Linked DNA regions of Zea mays: region 2 is linked to region 1. A link is a contact called in public Hi-C data. All regions are on one chromosome and are shown on one strand. Each heading gives the region's core, a stretch centred on a gene start, on an enhancer-like site or on the middle of the called end of the contact. The rest is flanking DNA. Distances are from core to core; before and after follow the strand shown. Region 1 holds the start of LOC103634944 (ethylene-responsive transcription factor TINY). Region 2 holds the start of LOC100279762 (putative protein kinase superfamily protein).

The links. Hi-C and Micro-C count contacts between places; a contact is called where the count stands out from the background.
Region 2: a contact with region 1 is called in a Hi-C map of root tip, with 4 times the contacts expected there. The contact joins the promoter of LOC100279762 here to the promoter of LOC103634944 in region 1. A contact is called at or near these places in 10 of 25 Hi-C or Micro-C datasets (bundle sheath, ear, leaf and 4 more).

Annotation. Positions count from the first base shown.
Region 1 is chr8:23,282,518-23,286,851 of Zm-B73-REFERENCE-NAM-5.0, forward strand. It overlaps LOC103634944 (ethylene-responsive transcription factor TINY), which reads right to left and starts at 2,268. Exons shown (of 1, transcript NM_001371010.1): 1 at 1,046-2,268. The coding sequence starts at 2,113. The coding sequence ends at 1,346.
Region 2 is chr8:23,442,458-23,446,201 of Zm-B73-REFERENCE-NAM-5.0, forward strand. LOC100279762 (putative protein kinase superfamily protein) reads right to left here and starts at 2,212. Exons shown (of 4, transcript NM_001152720.1): 1 at 1,853-2,212; 2 at 1-898. The coding sequence starts at 560.

The sequences.
Region 1 (4,334 bases), core at 1,018-3,517:
TAGTGGCAGTCATGTACAGGAGGATCTTGGGTTGTTGGTAAACTCTCGAGGTAATCCTATGGCCGGCGTACACGTGTGCGTGCCCAGATGGCATGGCATGGCACCTTCTCTGTCGAGCATCTGCCGTGTCGCTGGACGGTACTAGTCCTAGTCCTACAGCTAGTACAGCAGTAGTTTTCAAGACCGTTAGCACACACGACACGGACAAACACACAGGAGGTGTGTGGTTTGCATGTCCTGCACTGTCCAAACCTCCATCGCCAGTCGGCAGCCGTCTACCTGTCGTGCCGGCGTGCAAGAGGAGGCAGGCACACCTGGCACTCCACGAAGACGACAAGGACCACGACCTGCTGCAAGCTTGCTCCGCGCAGCTGCTGCCTGCAGCTAGCGTAGCCGACCCAGGGCAGCTCAGGAGAACACGCCACGGTGGTGCCTGCGGCTAGAGAGAGAGAGCAAAAAATATCCGTTCTTTGTCGCGTCCACTGACATGAACATGCTCGCAATGGCCAGAGGTGCACGGCCAGCCTATTGCGTGCAGGGGCCGACAGAGATATCAGTCGGTTCGGTGTTGTATTATCACGATAGCTTTTCTCTTTGCAACGCCTCCCGCACGGCACCATTGACTCCCTAGCTGCGACGGCGAGATCCGGCCGGCCTGCCGGAGTGGAGCCCCGTCCACCGCCAGGTGCGCCCGGGGAAGGAGACAGAGATGTCTCAGACAGCTGCTTCTTCCCACAATTACTAATGCCGCTGCCTCCTGCAGTCCTGCTTCCTTCCAGGGTTTAGCTTCCCGTCTTGGCAGCCTCCAGCCAGCTCCATGGACTATGGAAGGAAGCTGCGGCCAGCAGAGGGTAGGGTTTCGTTTAAAATTCAAAGGATTTTCTTTTTTTTTTTAAAAAAAATATGAAATCCAGGAGGAGTCGGGGGACCAAACCAAATCTCCGTGGGATCTCCGAGTTGTGCAGAGTGGTCGATCGGGCCAATGCTTTGCTTTCAGAAAAAAAGTGGTTTCGCATGCACAAAATGACACAAAAACAAATGTGCAGGATCCGGCCGGAATCAGTGCTTCCATAGTAAACCTGTCGTTTAATCTTAACCCCCTTTCGTGGGTAACAGTGTCGCACGAAGAAATTACGAGCTAGTTTTTCCTTGCGTTGGGAGGAGAAGGAATGGCAGTGTTCTTTTTTTTCTCTCTCTCTCTCTCCTTTTCACGGATAGAATAACAGGATGAAAACAAGTGAAAAAAAGAAGACAAAGACCACACAGGCTTGCACTGGAAAACAAACACGAAACAGAGAACCAGAACGGTTGAAGGCCATGCACAAGCGAGGCGAGGCGAGGCGAGCTAGTAGTCGTCCCACAGGAGAGGGAGAGGGTGGAAGCCGGCGGCGATGTCGAGCCCATCGCACGGCGTCCACGGCCACGGGTGATCGGCGGACGGCCCCAGCTCCACCACGTCCTCCACCCACAGCGGCGCCAGCTCGTCGAACACCAGCTCGGCGGCCACCTCTAGGGGCTGCCGCTCAGGCTCAGGCTCGTCGTGCGCAGCGGCGCCATCTCGCCGCTGGCCGCAGCCGCCGACGTCCGCCGCCGCCGAGGAGGAGGATGAGGACGAGGTGGCGGTGGCGGTAGAGCCGCCGCCGCCGCCGCCACCGCAGCAGCAGCAGCCTGCGGACGAGTGGTGCATGAGCGCGGCGCGCGCGGCGGCGGCCTGGACGTCGCGCGGCGCGAGGGAGGCCGGGCGCGGGAGGTGGCGCGCGAGGCCCGGGAAGTTGAGCACTGCGCGGGCGCCCTTGACGCTGAGCGCGGCCGCGTCGTGCGCGCGCGCCGCCATCTCCGGGCACGGGAAGGTGCCCAGCCAGATGCGCGACTTCTTGCGGGGCTCCCTGATCTCCGACACCCATTTGCCCCACGCGCGCATGCGGACGCCGCGGTACGCCGGGGCGGAGCTGGAGCTGGACCCGCCGTCGTCTGAGCGCGGACGTTTCTTGCCGCCGCCCGATGCGGCGGCGGCGGCGGCGGAGGGCGCCGCGCGCGGGCTGGTGGACGTGGAGGGTCCGGACGAGCAGGAGGACGTGCACGAGGTGTCGGAGCTCGGCTCGCTCATTGCCATATACACTACTATACGACACCGAGCTGGAGGCTGGAGCAGTCGATCGGGTATGTGTGTATGATGATCGAGCAAGAGATGGAGACAGAGAGGAAAGACGTGGTGCAATGGTGGCTAGCTAGTTAGCTGCTGTAGAGATCGAGAGGACGGACACGGACACGGACGGACCTGCCGGGGGGGTTGCTGGGTGTTTAAGTAGGGCAAGCCGGGAGGAGAGGAAGGGGAGTCGCGCGACGCGTCAGGTGTGCGAGGGACCGACCGATCCATCTCGCGCTCCCGCACGTAACAGTGGTGGCAACAGCGACGCGGCAGCGGACAGCAGCGCTGCCCTCGCCATGGCCATTATTACTGGCGATCGATCGACATGGACGGCGCGCGTCTCGGTCTCAGGGGAGGCTCTGGCCGGCCGGGCTCCGGCTGGCTGGCTCTGGCTGCAGTACACGCACGTGTCCCTGCCGGCCTGCCCTGCTCTGCGGCGGGCGTCTCCGAGTCCGACGATCCGATCGATCGACGACCCCGGGCGCAGGCGCAGCTGGCTGGGTAGGCATTTACTGGTCAACTCGATCGGCGTCTCCGATCCATGTCCCGCCGGCACGAGTGCATGCGGTGTGCTCGCGCGCACGCTCACGCCATGCCGCCCGCCATTATCCACCCATATCGATCGATCCACCGCGCCCATACGATCAGCTGTCGTTCCACAGAACGCACACATGCTACTGCACTGCTATTTACTACTCCAGCATTTTTATTTATTATTTTTTTAAACAGCAACGGGGAGGGACGAAGTGTCCCTGGTTAGGGCTCATTCGTTTTCTCTCCAATCCATATAGATTTCAAGGGATTTGATAAGTTTCAATTCATATCAAGTCAAAATCTCTACTAATTTTTTTAATTCCATCCAATCTATATGATATATGAATAATCAAATAAGACCTTAAGTGGTTATATTACCACATGTCCACATATGCCAGAGCCAAATGGCCAGGCCATTCGGTACAGTGTAAGATTTGTAGAGGGGAAAGAGAGGTAGAGAGAGAGAGCCAAAGCATATCTAGTACACTGTCAATTGGGTTTCTCTTATTTCTTTTATAAACTAAAATCTATTATCGAACTCGACTCCACTCCACTCGGTATGTCTACATGTGTTTCTACCTATCGATTAAAAGTTTTGCACTATAAGTTCCAATTCTCTACTAGCATGGTATGTAATTCTAGTAATATGAATGTTCGAATATAATTACTCGAATATAAATACTAAAAGTATAATAAAGAATCAAACGCCTCGATTTTTACCAAGGTATCAAAAAAAAGTCGGTTACTAGTCTCTAATAGCACGTCCTCGTTGCACATGGCATCTTGCCATCTTTGTGCCCCCTGTTTTGGCCTCAATATTATTGGTTGCAAGCCGGTCTTCAAGCTCGAATGCGAACTGGATGGTTCTATTGATTGTTATAAGGCGCTCTGATGGCGAAGGGGTTCTGTTGAGTACCAAATTGAGGACTGGACAATTCGGCCCTGGGGTCAGACGGTCCGCGGTTCGGACGGTCCGCACTGGTGGTACGGACGGTTCGTGCGTGCGCAGAGTAGATTAAGGTTCCGAGTTTTGTGCTACGATTGTTAGCTAAATTCATGGAATTAGCTCGGGAGATTAGTTTGTAAAAAGTCTACCCCCTCCTCTATAAATACAGAGGATTACGGCCGATTTGGAATCAATCAATCGAACCTACAATCAATATAATTTACGTTCTATCTTAGGAGTAGTTCTAGTCTAGTTCTAGTTTAGTCTTCCAATCCCCAAAATCTCCGCTTCTACTCGACTCTACGTCGATTAGAGGAGTCTAGGTCGGCCTGCCGAGCCTAGACAACTCCTAGGATCTCTCCTCCCCCCCCCCGACGGGGTCCCTCCCGGGAGCGAGATCCAGGCGCCGCCGACGACCTTCGCCGCCCCTGCACACGCGCGGAACGTCCGGCCCCAGTGCGCGGACCATCTGGCCGTCAGGCAGAGAACCCTAGCCCTGCGCCAGGTCGCGGACCGTCCGCCCTTGTGTAGAGAGCACCGCCGCGGTTCTTGTTTAGTGATTGGCGCCCAAAAAAGGCACCAACACACTTTTGGCGACTCCGCTGGGGACTATTTCATATAGACCTATCAAGATCGGCCCTTAATGACCGGTTCAAAGGATGGCTCTGAAGTTTCCACCAGCAATATCATCAAGCTAACATGGGA
Region 2 (3,744 bases), core at 962-3,461, 160 kb after region 1:
GACTTGCCATATATACTCTTTGCAGATCCTCCTCGCTGTGGAGGAGGGCTTGCAAACCTCTGGCTGCTAGACTTTGCTTCCCTAAACACTTCGGAAGGCACAATACTAGGAAGGGGGGACTTCGATCTCGGTCTGGATCCATAAGCCTTGTGAGAACTATGCCCTTGATTTGACGGTGACTTGTTCAAGTAGCTCAGGAGCATCATCGAACTTGGGGTCTTGACCAGGCTCCTTGCTTTTGGAGTCTTGCAACTCTCTGAGATCATCTGGGAGCTTGAAGGAATCTCCAGGCTCGCCCTCTCGGGCTTGTTGACCTTTTCCCTGTCAAGCTGAGGCTGGGATCGAACTAGCGGCAAGCTAGCACAGTGCTTGAATGCAGTCCCTGTGTCTCCATCATCCCGATCAACAGGCATCGATACAGTCTTCTTCATCTTGAAGAATTTGTGCAGTTTCCGCTCAACATCCTTGCTAAGCGGAGCAACAGGTACTCTCCGGGGATCCACCCTAGCATAGACAGTATTGGAGAACTTGGTCCTGAGCCACGAGTTCTGCTCCTCCATAACGGCAAACAAGGGAGCTGAGAAGCACTGACGCGAGTGATCAGATTCCAACTTTGGAAGTCTGGATCCATAGAAACCACATGTTGAAGTAAGTGAAACTTCGAGCAGGGAGAAAGGAGCCTGTTAGCTCGAAACACCAACAGATGCCCTCAAACCAGGAATCGTGTCAATCACGATTAAAATCTGCAGTCGAATTCTTGCACCTGCAACAAGTTGTGAATCAGGCTGATAATCTACAGAGGTCTAGAGATTGCCCAATACAGAGGAACTGATCCTGGAACTTGAAGAGCTTGGTGGAGGTCCCAGTAGTCACGTACAGGGAGGGCTTCCCAAGAGTCCTAAAATACAGCAATAGGGAGGCAAAATTGTTAACAGAATCTGTTGAGCAACGGCAACTAATATATTGGCAATCATTGCACTAGAAAAATGGCTAGTTCAACGGTAGCAAGTATCCAATACACGATTCAAAATAATAGACACCAATAATTCAAAATTGCGGGCTGTTGACTCTTTCTAGTTTCTATTGTCACTGGGCGTCCCCAAAAAAACAGGTGTGAAACGGGTTGCAGACGCACGGTTTTTGACAAATAGTATATAGTACGCGTTGAAACATGAGGAACTGCAACAGCATGAGGATGACCGGCCCAAGCACGACGTCTGCGATTGACCAATCGCCAGACTGCGTACAATAGATCTATCGTTGTCAGGTTTATCCTTGCGACTTTCCATGGGTCGCCGCATCAAACAGTGAGCAATTGCAGCAGTAAATGCTTGCGAAGAAAACAAATGCACAAACAAAGGACGTCTTCTTATCCAAAAGTAGCATTCAGTCAAAAGGGGATTGCGGCTTCTAAAAGCCTGAGACATGCCTCACCCCAATGTAAAATCGACACGCAAATCAAAACTATTTCAATCTAATCTATCGAAAATGAAGAGTGATGATACTTGCTGGCGATCGAAAGCACGAACGGAACGCAAACCTCAAACGGAGTTGCGCGTCGATGGCGTCGAAAAGCGAGGAGTGTGTATAGATGCGCTTGCCCACCACAAGCAAAACCAATCTGGGGCTCAAAGGTAGAAACTTTAATAACAGCCAAGCCAAGCAACAACAACAAGATCGCGAAGGGACGATGAATCCTCGTCCATAGGACTTGCCTTTTGAGAAGGAAATCGACCAAAACCCGCCCACCCCGAGAGGTAAGCTGGCACTAGTCCTGGAAGGAACCACACACAAAAAGGAAAATCTTTCGAGCTGGCACCACAAAACAAAAAATCGGAGCTGAGAAACTAACCTCCCGGGGATCGCGGGCGGGCGGATGAGGCACGCGGAGAACCGGAACAAAATGCAGGGCTCCCGCCGCTCTTCCCGCTCCGGGTAGGTGGCCAGGGCCAGCAGCCGGAGCAGGAGAAGCAGACCGAGGAGGAGGAGCCGGGGATCTCAAGAGCGCATTGCGGGCGCGCACAAGGGAAAAATAAGGGCGCCTTGTGTGGTAGTACGGCGGCACCCTGCAAACGCGGCCCCGTGCCGGTGGGGTACGCACCGCCGTACGGCCTCTGCCCGCTGCGAGAGGGGCTTCGTTGAGAATGTAGCGAAGCGCAGGGGCCCCTCGTATCCTCCGAGGCTCCGACGAAGAAGATGACGACGACGGAAGCTAGGGCGGCGCACGCAGGCTGGCTGCAGAGTTCGATGGAGCCGCAGGTTTATGGTTTCCTTTCTTCTCTTGCTGGGCCCGTCAGCGTAAATACGGATACCACAGTTGGAGCCTGTTTAAACCCTGAGCCCTTGAATCAGGCTCGGTTTTCCAATTATAAGATTATCTAATAGAGTTGCATTTTTAAAATATAGAACCATAATATTAAAAGCCTCCTTCAACAGAGATTATGTATTTATGTTTAAGTTATAAAATTTTATTTATAAATTATAGATTTTTATTTTATATTTTATGAACTATGTAGTTTTTATTTGTTTAATTAAGTTTCATTAAAATGGCGTGTTTTATGTCAACTAAAAGTCTGTAAAAAGAAGCTAACATGGTAATGAGGTGGTTGTTAACCAATAATAAAGCTTGCACACTGGAGCGTCGCGTTATATAAAGATTGGTAATGGTCGATAGTAGAGTCAATAATACGGCTGATAGCATATACAACGGTAGATATAGGCCCCGTTTAATTTCATTAGTCCTAGTACTAAATGTTAGTATATATACTAAACTTTAGTCCATACCCTATTTGGTTATAGGGACTAAACATATTCTAAATATATTAAATGCAATACATAAATACTGAAATACCCTTTTCTTGTTTCACGCTAGTTTTTTAGGCAAGAATAATTGGAGTAAATATTGCTCTTTAGTCCCTTTTAGCACTCATATGAGAGACTAGAAACTGAAGCTAATTAGTTCATGATTTAATCCTTCTGTTTGTCAAACTAGGGACAAACAGATTAGTCCCTCTAATCAAACGGGGCCACCTACGGGATTAGAAGCAGCCTTAGGGCTAGTTTGGGAACACTAATTTCCCATGGGATTTTCATTTTCCCAAGGGAAATTAGTTCATTTTCCCTTGGGAAAATGAAAATCCCATGGAAAATTAGTGTTTCCAAACTAGCCCTTAGATCTTTTTTTTTTCTTCTTTTGACAATTTTCCCAACTCCTAGTAATGTGTATACTCGTGTTTACCATTAGGTCATCTTGAAGGGGAACTATCTTTTTGTGTGTGCGTAGAAAGTGATTCTGCAAAGTGAAGCAGCAACTCTGTTTGACTCGATCCCAATCGCATCTCATCATGCTCTAATTAATTCCTCCATCACATGCTTAAGCGTAGGGATCCCAAAACTGTTGGGACTCGCAGCCGGGGGTGGACGAGTTCAGCAGTCCCCAAGATTCCTGCTGCACCACGCTAGCTAGCAGCACCGTTCGTTGACGCCAGCCACAAGGTCCATTCCACCGAAGTTCGTTTGACTTCGGCTTTCCCCTAGCTCACACTCTGTCACATGCATGAGGACAACGAAAGAGGGGAACCACTGGCCACTGCTGCTGTTTGTTTATATATGTGATTATTTATGTCTGCTTATGATCCTGAAGAATCCACAGTTTCGGAATTGGACGATGTATATCATTGACAGTTTCAGAGGATGGAAATCCTGTGGCAAGTGAGATGCTACTGCCATTTGAGGTTCAGAAGC